Linked DNA regions of Mus musculus: region 2 is linked to region 1. Evidence: chromatin contacts called from public Hi-C data. All regions are on one chromosome and are shown on one strand. The core of a region is the stretch at or near the end of the contact, and the rest is flanking DNA. Distances in the headings are between cores, read along the strand shown.

Region 1 (2,957 bases), core at 133-2,632:
TGAGGCCAGCCAGGGCTACATAGAGAGACCCAAACCATGTCTCAAAAACAACAGCAAATAACAGCAGTAAACCGACCAAAGAAAGAAAGGAAGGGAGGAAAGAGAAGAGAAGGGAAGAGGAGAGGAGAGGAGAGGAGAGGAGAGGAGAGGAGAGGAGAGGAGAGGAGAGGAGAGGAGAGGAGAGGAGAGGAGAGGAGAGGAGAAAGGAGAAATTATTACTATTATTATTTTTCTGTCTAGAATTTTGTAGGAGACTTAGAAGTGATAAAATCTGGTCTTTGTATACAAGTCTTTGTATATAAACATGTGATTTGGTAGTGAGAGCTCACTCAGACAATATCTGCTGGCTTTGTTAGGCTTGATTCCTAAATGGTTTGGTTTTCAACTCTAGATGTCAAAATGTGGAATGATCCTCAGTCAAAGAGAGAAGGATACACAACTTGGCTGCCAAGCATGGAGAGCTAGCTCTCTGGTGGAAAGATGAGACACGACAGAGACCAGGAAACAAGCTCAATTTCTACCCTGTGATGCTGAGGAATCTGGGGGAAAACATGTTCTGACTCTCAAGAGGGAGATGACAAACTTAAAGGGGTACTGAGGGTCCAAAGTACAAAGGTCTGGCTGAAGGTTCTGCGAAATGACTCTTGGGCATCCCATAAACAAATAAGCCATCACACCGGAAGCCTCCGTGCCATTCAGCTTTGCTAATGATAACTAGGGATCACACGAGCTGCCACTGTAGTCAATGATTTCCAAATCAAATATTGCAATCTCTGGAAACTGATGAGACATATGTAGCACTGAAGCTAACAGGACGACAGGTGTAGTCTCCATTTTCTCAGGTCATATTAAAGGAGAAAGTTGTGACTACATATATAGCCAGCATCCAGTCACAGAAAAGGCAGATTTACTGTCATTGCGTGCCACAGGGACATCAAGACTGGAGTCATATTTTGGAGAATGTCACCCTTTGTCTATGAAGACACAAAGATCAGTATTTCTTAATCAGAATTTTCCAAGGTACATATGGGGGCAGCAAATATATGGAATATCTCTGTACTTTCCTCCCAGTTTTATTGTGAACCCAAAAGTGTTCTGGGAGAATAAGTAAGTAAGTTTAGTAATGACTTAAAGAAAACAAACAGTGTAAAGACATATTCAAAAATTACAAACCCAGTTGGTAAATGTGATTGGAACTTTGGCAAGTTTGTGAAAACACATTGTTTGTTTGTTTGTTTGTTTTGTTTTGCAAGAGACTCTTGGAAGAAATAGTGGCATCGTCCCATTTGAGCAGGCACAATGCCCCTTTCAACAGATGGTTGACAGAGAAGCTAGCCAAAAGTCCATGCATGAACAACAAATGCGCGGCTCAGGGCAGGAGTCCAGGTGGCCAGTGTTGAAATTGTTTTCCATCCTACGCTTGCCGGCCTATGGCGAAGCAACTAGGCTGTCACTTGACTCTTACACATTAAAGTGAAATGACCAAATAGTTCCCATGACTATAGGAAAGAAGTCCAGAAGGCTTGGGCAACAGTGTTCCCAAAGTGGCATTAGGAATCCTCGTTTTTCTTGTATCCTTATAAGGAAGACTCCCGAGCGTTCGATTAACTCTGAATTGTATCTCGCTAATGCATGAGTGCCATGTGTACACAGACATCTTGGCATCATTAGCAGTGAGAAGCATTCCCCCATAGAGATCCAGTACCAAGTCATTTTGGCCAAGAGTAAAAATTATTCCTAAGAGGGGGAATGCTGTCTTTGCTGTCTGCTTTTATATGCTTTAGGCAACTCGCTACTAAATAAATGTGGGTACAAAGCTGTTTGTCTAGTCCAAGGGTTGTCTTGTCTCTTGTGTGACTTCAATCAAAACATTATGATGTATATGAGCTGGACTTAGGTTGTCCGTGTTCTCTGTGGCTGGCACTGAACTTTTAGGTCAGCAAGAGATGTTGCTCAGGGCTTACCCAGAAGAGACAAGGCCCAGAGTTTGATCCTTAGCAGGAAAGGAAGACAACTTTAATGAAGGCATTATTTTATCAGAATCAAATGTTAGTGGCCATAGGATGTACACATGTGATTGGGGGTGGTTTCTGTCTACAAAATGGTCAATACATGTATATGAGTAAGATAAGTGTTTTCATTTTTTGTTTTCTGCTGTGTTCACCTTTCAGGCTATGAGATTTACTCAGAACTCAAACTTACAGAAAGATACAGAAAAAAATTATTTCAAAGAGGGGAACGCTAAGAGGGGAAAAAAATCATTGGTCTCAGCACAGTGAGACCCTTTTACACTCCTGTTTTGGGAATTTTTCAGTTTTTAGAGGATATTCCACTTTCAACATCATATTTTCACACAATGTATTTTGATAGATACATTTTATAACATTCTCAACAAATTAGTAAAAATATTATTAAACATTATCTATCCACAGCAAACGCGGTAAGCGGGAAGGACAATCCATTTGTTGGCATAAATTCAATAAAAACCATCTCAAACTCTTCTGTCCAGTTGCAGCCTCTTTTCTAAGAATCACAGCTACTTTAGATCTAATCTAATCTTTTTCAGGAGAACTAAACTCTTTTTATTTTAGGGATCCTACTCATATCAATGAAGTCAGGCTTTTTAAAATATGCATTTTCTGTATGTTTCAAATACATGAGAAGGTTTGGATCAAGAATCTTCCATCTACTGAATCTGATTAATAAGTAACCATTTGTTTTCTGTTCACACTCCAGGTACAGGACTATGAAACATCTTGATATATTCTTTCTTGACTTACTAGGTTTTGTTCTTTGAGCTCCCGGGATAGCACACGAGTCACGCTAATAGCTCACAAAATTTCTTAAATTATAATATGCAATTTTCCAAATTAGAAATTTTTTAACCTGAAATTCTAGCACTTGGGAAGGTGAAGAAAGATTATAAGGAGTTTAAGTCCAGTCTGGCTACATGGAGG
Region 2 (2,944 bases), core at 133-2,632, 440 kb before region 1:
ATCTCAACCCACACACAAATACACATCACTAAAACTAAATTTTCTTTAAAACCCACACCAAATAAATGTAGAATGTTACAGTTTCAAATATCGACTTGAGAAAGTGTCTTCAGTTATTAAGACATCCAATGACTGGAATATAGTTTGGTTGTTGAAAGGCTTGCCTTGCACAAGTTCCCGAGCGCCGCCAAAACTCAAACAAAACAGCATGTTTATAAAGCATTCATAAAACCTTACACAGTGCAATTCTAACACACGTTAGACTGTGTTACCGTAACTCTAAACAAAATAACTTCACTTTTTTTTAATGCTATCAACTTGCTGAATGTTTGGGTGAACGAATACATTGTTCAATGAAAAAAAAAAAATCCAGCGATGAGTTTAGCTTCGATTTCTGTTCCCCCAGAAAGCATAGCGGGGGCGGGGGCGGTATTCAAGTATTCTGCATAAACTCACTGCCATTAATTAACCCCAGTTACAGAGGAGCAAAGGCAGGAGGAGAGGAACAAAACCCGAAAAGGGTGGGGGGTGGGGGGGAGAACCCACAGAAAGGTGGCTCGTCCTATCCAAGGAGAACTAATTAAAGCAGATTAATGGAGTAGGGCCATGTAGGGCTGGGAAACCAGTTTCCTGCCTTAATCTGGTGGTCTGAGAGAAAATTCGGTGGCGCTGGAAGCCAAAGATCAGCTACCGAGGAAAAGCAGCCTGGGCCGCAGTCGACTCGCTCAAATACCCTTGAGGGACCAGAGTCGCAAGGTTCCAACTCCGATCACCACCGGACACGCGTGAGGCAACGGGGGCCCTGTTTGCAGTCGGCTCCGGGGCAGCCTCGCAGAAGAACCCCCTCTTGCAGGCAGAGACTAGGAGCTGGCGGGGCAACGCCGGGCGAGCACCCGGGGCCAGGCCACTCGCACCCGCCGGGAAGGGTCGGGAAATCTGGGAACTAAGTGGCCGGCCGGGCGGGGACACCGCGAAGGCAGCCGGGGAACAGGCGCCAAGCTGCCGGGCTCGTTTATGGGGGGGAAGGAAAGAGTATCGGGGCGCGATCCGAAATGCACCCTCTGACTTCAATCCATCCCCCGCCTGGCGGAGACCGCCCGCCTCTCGCCAGGCTCCCCCGAGGCCCACAACACAGCCCTCCCGGAGCCCCGAGTCCCCCACTCACCCAGCTCCTCCGCCTGCAACCGGAGCGGAGCACACACGGCGAACAGCAGCGCCAGGACACTCGGCCCACCAGCCCCGGTCCCCATGGTCCCGCCGGACTCCAGACCCGCAGGATCGGCCTCCCGGCCCGGCTCTACACTGCCGCTGCCCGCCTAGGGCAGCCTCCTTCGCGGCCCGGCCCGGCGCGGCGCGGGCACACGGCACAGATCCCTCTGGGCGGCCCGCGCCCGCGAGAGGGCGTGTCCTCCCCGCCCTGCCCCGCCCCGCCCCGCCCCCTCCCCGGGGTGATCAGCCGCACCACCGGTCTCCCAAGGGGGGCGCCCAGTTTCCCCCTCACCCCACCCCGCCCCCGCGCCACCTGCCCGGATTCACTAGAAAATGAAAATCAAAAATTCACCTGGCACGCAGGCTCGCCAGAGCCCGGGGGTTCACCGAGACTCCGCCCCTCTGGCAGTTTGTCAGCTCTACCCTAGAGCTGGTCTGCCAAGGCTATGCAAGGCATCTGAAATCTGATGGGATGATGGCAGTTCAAGTCCATTCATTCATTCATTCATTCATTCTCTCTCTCTCTCCATCTCTCTCTCTCTCTCTCTTCATTCATTCCGTTGTTTAACTCAACTTTCTACGCGGCTGGGTGCTTAAATTCACTCGGCATTTGCAGAGCTTAGAAATAATCGCTCACTACAAACTGCAGTCTGTAACATGGACAGTATATTTGGAGCACATTTGGAGAGATCTAATTGGATGGTGAAAAGGCAGCTGGGAGCAAAGCGAGAGTAAAAGACAGAGAGCTGAGTTCGTGCCCAGGTTGTTCAGAGGATTAAAGGGCGGGAAGGGGCCAGTTGGAGCTGAAGCTCAGTAGACAGGTGGGTGCCTGGCCAGATGTGGGAAAAGACGTGCAGAGTAGGACCAGTAAGAGATATGTAAACTGCAGAGTCCCCAGAGCAGTCTGGAAAACTTCAGACTGAGCAATGTTTGAGGCGCTCTCTGAGGTGGTGGGAAAGTCTTGAGATTAGGTTCGATGGACCGCGGAGGAGTTTAGAGCCCATTACTGGGTCGTTCAATTGGAGTCCTGGTCGTCAAATTGAACAGAGAAACGGTTAATACTCGTTTTAAGGACTGTCACCTTTAGGTCCCCCCCGTGACTTTCCTCTGCGTGGCCACAACCTTAGCTCTAACTCACACACCACCTCGTGGCCTCTGGGAATTATTACATCTAGAGTGCGTCGGGGTGGGGTGGTCTCGGCAGCTGAGGAAGATCAGACCCTCCAAGGCCAAGTGACCTTTGGAATTTTCTCCAACTCCAAGCCTAAGCTGACAGGTAGGATAACTTTTTGCCTTAAAAATGTTTTGTTGTTTTGAGATTGAGGTTTATCGTCTGTGTTCTGAGGGCTTCTCTTGTCTTCCTGGCTGGTATTGAGTAGTTTGCTAAGTAGCCGGAGGCTGACCTTGGAACTCCTGAACCTTCTTCCCCCACCTCTGAGATAGGGGAATACAGGCAGGCCTTCATATCCTGCCTGGTTTACACTTTAACTTTTGAGATTCCAAGTGTGATTTGGCAGTGGACTTTGCACCTTCCTTTATGGCAACCTCAGAGGAAAGACTTACAGCTTTCCAACTGAGCCTTTCTTAGATCTGAGTGTAGAGCCAGTCTCTGACTGGGACACATTCGCTTGCCTTCATGTTAACTCTTCCCCAGTTGTCATAGAGAGGAAATAAATATGTATATGTCCTGGCTGGTTTTGTGTCAACTTGACACAGCTGGAGTTATCACAGAGAA

Evidence for each region. A called contact is a pair of places that touch in the nucleus more often than the background predicts.
Region 2: a contact with region 1 is called in a Hi-C map of muscle stem cells, with 4 times the contacts expected there. The contact joins the promoter of Dcbld1 here to the enhancer-like site in region 1. A contact is called at or near these places in 4 of 39 promoter capture datasets (the 3T3-L1 cell line, cranial neural crest, frontonasal cranial neural crest and 1 more), 3 of 484 Hi-C or Micro-C datasets (adipose-derived mesenchymal stem cells, cerebral cortex and muscle stem cells) and 2 of 115 datasets of contacts at active chromatin or transcription factors (astrocytes and forebrain).

The regions. Positions count from the first base shown.
Region 1 is chr10:51,792,511-51,795,467 of GRCm38.p6, reverse strand. No RefSeq gene overlaps it. Among named protein-coding and RNA genes, the nearest start is that of Gm23906, 95 kb to the left of the region's middle. Within about 2 kb of position 1,382, at least 2 of the 459 cell types and tissues checked have an H3K27ac peak or open chromatin away from gene starts, as enhancers often do. A contact at or near this core is called in muscle stem cells, where this site is marked.
Region 2 is chr10:52,232,057-52,235,000 of GRCm38.p6, reverse strand. It overlaps Dcbld1 (discoidin, CUB and LCCL domain containing 1), which reads right to left and starts at 1,382. Exons shown (of 11, transcript NM_025705.4): 1 at 1,166-1,382. The coding sequence starts at 1,250.